Linked DNA regions of Sus scrofa: region 1 is linked to region 2. Evidence: chromatin contacts called from public Hi-C data. All regions are on one chromosome and are shown on one strand. The core of a region is the stretch at or near the end of the contact, and the rest is flanking DNA. Distances in the headings are between cores, read along the strand shown. Region 1 has its middle 27 kb from the start of LSR. Region 2 holds the start of FXYD5 (FXYD domain-containing ion transport regulator 5).

Region 1 (3,070 bases), core at 102-2,601, 50 kb after region 2:
TATCCATCCACCCGTCCATCCATCCACCCATCCATTCATTCATGTATTATCCACTCATCCACCAAATATGGGTCTGCCTCAGGTCTTTTGCCTTTGTAGGTCCATTCCCCCGGAACACTGTCATTTATCCCCCAGGGCTCTGCTTCCAACAATGCCTCTTCCAAGATGCCTTCCCTGGCCACCTCCAGCTAATTTAGCCCCTTACCTGGTGTTAGCAACTGAACTGCTCTTCATGACAAAACAGGATGAGTTGGTGCACCCAAGAGCTGGCTCTCTCTGCATGTAAGAGATGTATTAGCCTAGTGCGTCTTCCTTTCCCCTTCGCATTTTCTTTTGGGAACCATCCTTCCTGTCTCTTTGTGTGATCTGAATACGGACAACCCCAGCTTTAGAAATGAACACATCATCTGTAAAGCCAATGAGAGACAGGACTTTTGCTAGAACTGCTCGAAAGCTGAGTTTTTGTTCTGCCATGGTTACTTATCGGGTAGACTGTAAGACTGGAACTGCTGGGGCAGGGGGAGGAAAGGACCCGCCTAAAAATGAAATCAATATTGCGAAAAGTAGAGGTGAGAGAGGGAGAGAGGCCCAGTCCTGTGTGTGAGCACCTAGATTCAGCCATACCTGAAATCCGATCCCCTCCCACCACCAAAATTATAAGAAGCAACAAGTTCTCTTTGTGTTTAACCTAGTTTGGGTTTCAGTTACTTGCAATGGAAGGTCTGATTGATAATAAAGCCTCAAAGATATGCAGACAGTCAAGCTGAGGTACTTTCCCCTTGGAGGATGTGGTCAGGTGCTTCCTTCACTAGAAAGCCACTCCCTCTTTAGAGGCTGCTGTGTTATGAGGCCTGAATGCTTGGGGTCCATTCACCCTGAGGCGGAAAAGAGGATTCAAAGCGGCAGGCTGGGAGTTCCCATTGTGGCGCAGCAGAAATGAATCTGACTAGGAACTGTGAGGTTGCGGGTTTGATCCCTGGCCTTGCTCAGTGAGTTAAGGATCCGGCGTTGCCGTGAGCTGTGGTGTAGGTTGCAGACATGGCTCGGATCTGGTGTGGCTGTGGCTGTGGCACAGGCCGGCAGCTGTAGCTCTGATTAGACCTCTAGCCTGGGAACCTCCACATGCCGCAGGTGCAGCCCTAAAAAGACAACAAAACAAAACAAAACAACAAAGTGGCAGGCTGGAGGTGGAGTGACTACAGATGCAGGCATGCCACCAGCAGCAGGAACTGGGAATCTGCATTACTAATAAGCCAATTCATTTTCCTTCCCTCTTCTTTGTAGGCAGAGCCCTGATTTTATTAGCTTGTTTATTGGCCCTATGTATTGAGAAAAATCAGTCTAAGCCAGTCAGAGTTCCCCAGTCTTCTTGTTCATGCTTGGTTCTAAAAGGGGCCGTGACCCACTACTGGTCAGGACATGTGAGGGGAAGTCGGTTGGGGAGTGGTTAGCAGGAAGTTTCTGAGGTAAATTGTTTTTCTCTTTTCAAAGATTCTCTCAAAAAAGCAGAGGAAAGAAACTTCCCTTTTCTGCCTCCCGCAGAAAGCATAGCAATGAGAGGAAGGCATTAACTGCCGTAGAATTCAATTCCTTTAAACTCATGCATCTACAGCAAAATCTTAACAGAGTCGACCAGGGGGTGGTGGTAGCCTTCTTCTGGTTTAACCAAAGATCCACTCACAGAAACCTATCCTTTTCAGAATCTACATGCCAATTTCAGTATTATTCCCAGGGCAATAAATTGTTAAATAAGATGACAAATCAGAATCACACATTTTGAAGGTTAAAGTTTCCTTTCACAAGATGTACTAATCATCTCTGAAGTCCCTATGGCCTACAAAGAATATTTGCATGAGGAGTTTGGTGATGCTAAGGAGTGTCTGATTTTCTGCAGCTGCAAAGAAAGATCCTTTTTCTGCTTATCTTTCTGTAAGTTTTTCCACCAGTGCCCAGAAGAACCTATCATCCTTAAGATGATAGAATTTCACTGGCTAGTACCAAGAGCAAAATCAGAGAGGCTAAACACTTAAAGTATGGGAGAAAGTGCACAGAATAGGATTTTAGCAAAAAGAAGGGTAATGTTGTAATGTGTTGTATCTACAAGAAATGATGGCTGGAACTGTGGCAGCCGTATGGCCACCTTGAGGGAAGACATTGCCAATAGGCCAAAGACTTAGTCTGTAAGGATACCATTCCCTGATGCAGAGACTCTTCCCTGGGTGGAACTAGTTATTTTGTTAAATAATAAAGGCTTTTGGAGTTCCCGTCGTGGCACAGTGGTTAACGAATCCGACTAGGAACCATGAGGTTGCGGGTTCGATCCCTGGCCTTGCTCAGTGGGTTAAGGATCTGGCATTGCCGTCGGCTGTGGTGTAGGTCACAGACGTGGCTTGGATCCCACATTTCTGTGGCTGTGGCTCTGGCGTAGGCCGGTGGCTACAGCTCCGATTAGATCCCTAGCCTGGGAACCTCCGTATGCCGCGGGAGCGGCCCTAGGAAAGGCAAAAAGACAAAATAAATAAATAAATAAATAATAATAATAAAGGCTTTTATTTTTAAGATGTTTGGAATTTCTTCTTCCCTTACTTCAGCCAATAGCATCTCATGTGATATGTCCCGGATGAGTGATGCAGGCGAGATGGCACAAGAACTTAAACAATGTGGCTTATTCAACATTCAGACCACAACCATCACCAGAATGGTTCCGGCTCTCAGACTGAGAGACCCTCACCCTCTCCAGTCCCAGACACTCCTGGCATCTTGTGTTGACCATGGTCCCCGTATTCCGTAGAAGGGAATAGTGATTTTTTTTTTCAGCTCTAACCACCAACCCATAAAATTTAATTAAGGTCATTCCCACCATGTACATGTATCAACCTTGATCATGTGACAGGAACTGTATAAAAATATCAGGACAATGATTGCTTTTGGGGGCAGAGTGGGGCTATAAGGGAACTTGTATGGGACGATGCAAATGTTCTTTATCTTAATAGGAGTTTGTACTGTATAGTATATGCACTAGTCAAAACGCAGCAAAATTGGGAGTTCCAGAGTTCCCATTGTGGCTCAA
Region 2 (3,338 bases), core at 167-2,666:
GGGGTGGAGGGTAGAGGGGTGGAGGGTGTAGAGGTGGATGGTGGAGGAGGGGAGAGCGAGTGCAAGGGGAGGGAAAGTGTAAAGGACGATGGGGAGAGATGTAGGATGTGGGGGGATAAGCATGTAGATGAAAGATTGTGACTCCTTGGGGGTGTTAATTTTAATTATGCAAAAATATCTTGACCTGTTTTTAGTGGAACTGTGTCCTTTCCAGGGACTTTTTAAAAATCAGAGATGGATGGGAATCTCTCTGCCTCTTAGAAAGGGCATAGAGGGCAATGGAGACTGCCTTTCTGGCAGGGGGATGCCCCGGAAAAGCCCAGGCTAGGCCAGGGTAGGGTCTCCAGCCTCATCACAGGGGTATTCCCCTCGTGACAGTGTCCTGTGGGACAGGACAAAAGCCACCGAGGAGTCCCTGTAGGAGCCAGACAGCAGGGTGTAGAGAGGCAAGACACCTCCCCAGGAGTTGCTCAGGGGTGACAGTCCTGGAGGTCTGGCTTCCAAGGTGGGAGTGAAGGGTCCACTGGTAGTGGGGAGGGGGCTACCTCCACCCCTCTTGTCACTGACTGACACCTCCTGGCCCCCTCACTCTCTCTTTCTCTCTCTCCCCTCCCAGCCCCTGGAGGTGGTGGTGTGTAAAACCAGCCCTGGGCACCTCCGCTGCTGTCCCTGCCTGAGTGCGGGAGCCTGAGGTCCGGGTGGAGGCGGTGGGGACCCCAGCCTTGCCCCGGGAGCGCTTCCCTGAATGAGCCGCCCCACCCACTCCAAGGCTGGAGCCGCCGCACCTCCCCAGGCCTTGGCAATGACGACCCCCCAAAGAGCCCGTCTGCATCCCAGATCCAGGGACCCAGGCCTCCAGCTCCTGGGGTCCAGGAGTCCACCCTCAGCCCCCCAGAATCCCCGTGTCCCTCTTCCCGGCACCTCCCTGTCTCCTCTCAGAAGATCCGTTCCCCCCGCCCCACCTCCCGCATCCCCGGTGTCCATGTCTTGAGCTTAATAAATGTGCATTTGGTTTTTCCCCTGTTCTGTCTGTGTGTTCTCATCTGTGGGGACAGAATGGGGGAGGGGGCAAAACTGAACGTGGGGAGCTCGCTCCGCCGCCCCAGACTTCCCCCTCCTTCCCCTCCCCAGTCCGCCAGTCCCCCCTCCCTCACAGCCCCTCAAGCGTCCCTTCTCCTCCCTCAGTGCCCCCCTCCAGGCGCCCCTTGCCTTCTCTTCCCCCTCCCCAGACCCCAGAGCAGACCCCACCCCCACCCCAGGGTGCACCCACCCTGCCCAGACCTGCGCGCCCCGCTCCCCGCCCCCACCCGCCCCCAGGCAGGGTGGGTGCAGGCCTCGGCCCTGCTTCTCATCTCTGCCCCCCCATCCCCCTCAGCGTCTCCCCCCTCCTGCTCCCACCCCCGGCTCTGAAGCCAGGAAACCCAAGAGGAAATGACTGAGCCCGTCTCGGTCCCCGCCCGCCAGCGCTCCCCTGGCCACACCCTCCGCCTGGACGCCGCCACCACCGCCGCTGCCCTCGCCGCACGAGGCTGCTGGCTCGGGACCCCCAGCTCTGAAGTGAGTCTCTCCTTCCATCCTCCTCCGCCCGCTCCCCTCGGCCCAGGGGCTGGGCTCAGGTGGGGAGGACGCTGACCTTTCCCGGGCCTCTCCGCCCCCATCCCTGCTCACCTCTCCCGCCCGCCCGCCGCGCGCCGCTCCCACCCTGTGCCGCCGGCTGCCTTCCCTCCTGCCTCAGTCTCCCCAGCGCTCCTCCAGCCCTCCCAGCTCTGCCCAGCATCCTGTTCTATTGTCCCTGCTGCGAGGCCCCTCGCACCAGCTCACTTTTTCCTCTGAGATCAGGAGCACATTACTCACTCTTCCTCTTTCCCCCTCCTTGCTGACGACTCTGCTCTGAGAACAGCCCCAGCGGGAGGGCCCAGGCCCTCAGATCTACTCCTGGGCCCGATACCCCTCGCCTTGCCCTGCAGGGTCCGTCGGGGGCCAGCTGGTCAGTGCTTCTCTGCCTCAGGGCTGGCCCTGTGCAGTGGCTGCTCCTGGAAGCCTGGTTTAGTCGGATGCTTCTTGTTTTCTTTGGGGACCTGGAGAGGAAGAGACAGAGTGACTGCTGGGGACTCCCACTTCTGAGACCCTCCCCCTGGCTTCCGTCTGTCCCCACAGCCAGTGGTCAGCCCCGGCAGGTGTCCTTGAAGCCAGAGGTGCCTGCTCAGGGTAAGGAAGGGGGCTGCAGATTCTCCTGGGTGGCTCTGGGCCGCCCCACTGACATCATGGCTGACCCCCAGCTCTGGCTTGCCCCATAGATGTCGCCCTCTGATTGCCTGTGTCTCATCATCACTGGCCTGATTCTCCCAGGTAAGCCCCAGCCCTGGTCTCCACCCTGCCTGCTGCAGGGTCCTCAGCCCCACTTGGGGTGCGTGTGCTGCTGGGTGGGCGGATGGTGGGTTTGGATGCTCTGTCCTGTGTCCTCTGTCCCCTACTGAGCCGGCACCAGGAAATGGGGGCCTGATGAGGGGGCCAACGTTACACCCTCTTTAGATACCTTGGACCTAGGTGGCTGCTTCCAGCGTGTCTGGCTGGGGCCTGTCCTGCTGAGAATCTTCCATTTCACCTCCAAGGAGAACGCACTGAGTTTGGTTTGGCAGGAAGATGCGTATCGGTTTTCTGCTTGGCAGTCAGGAGCCCCACGTTCCCAGCAAAGCATCTCCCTGGATCCTGGGGTGATGTACGATTAGGGAAAGGGGGTGAGCTGGGGCCAGTCCAGGAGCTGGAGATGTCTCAGCCTTGCCTGACAAGTGTTTTCTCAAAGCAATACCTGTGATGGGCCTTGGCGAGGGCTTTCTGCATGGAAGGTGCTGTGTTCATGAGCTCGTTTCCACTTCAGCTCTACTCTGTGATGCTCTTGGCATGCCCATTTTACAGAGGAGGAAACTGAGGCTCAGTGAAGTGCTCTGTGCCAGAGGCTAGTGAGTGGAGGGGCTGGGCTGCAACCTTGGAACCCAGAGCAAACTCTCCACTGAAGCTACCCCATTTCTCTTTGATAAAATGGTTTGCATGTGTTCATTCAGTCATTCAACAAGCATTCACGGAGCAGCTCCATGTGCCAGCTCTTATTCTATGCACTGGGGAAATAGCAATGCATGTTCCGGTTGGAAAGACAGATAATAAACCATCCATCGGTAAATTAATATAGTGTGTTAGAAGATGATACATGCTTTGGAGAAAAATACCGAAGATGAGGGTTAAGGCGATCAGGAAAGATCTCACCAGAAAGTGACATTTGGGCAGACACATGAAGGAGAGGAGGAGACAAGCCCAGCTGGTACGTGAGTGCTGCCTGAAGA

The links. Hi-C and Micro-C count contacts between places; a contact is called where the count stands out from the background.
Region 1: a Hi-C map of liver shows a contact between it and region 2, with 2.1 times the contacts expected there. The contact joins the enhancer-like site here to the promoter of FXYD5 in region 2. A contact is called at or near these places in 1 of 5 promoter capture datasets (liver) and 10 of 47 Hi-C or Micro-C datasets (alveolar macrophages, blood, heart right ventricle and 2 more).

What each region holds. Positions count from the first base shown.
Region 1 is chr6:44,730,565-44,733,634 of Sscrofa11.1, forward strand. No RefSeq gene overlaps it. Among named protein-coding and RNA genes, the nearest start is that of LSR, 27 kb to the right of the region's middle. Within about 2 kb of position 1,352, at least 12 of the 83 cell types and tissues checked have an H3K27ac peak or open chromatin away from gene starts, as enhancers often do. A contact at or near this core is called in liver, where this site is marked.
Region 2 is chr6:44,680,829-44,684,166 of Sscrofa11.1, forward strand. It overlaps FXYD5 (FXYD domain-containing ion transport regulator 5), which reads left to right and starts at 1,417. Exons shown (of 9, transcript XM_021097213.1): 1 at 1,417-1,557; 2 at 2,298-2,349. The coding sequence starts at 1,432. FXYD7 (FXYD domain-containing ion transport regulator 7) reads left to right here. Exons shown (of 12, transcript XM_021097203.1): 12 at 617-1,018. The coding sequence ends at 639.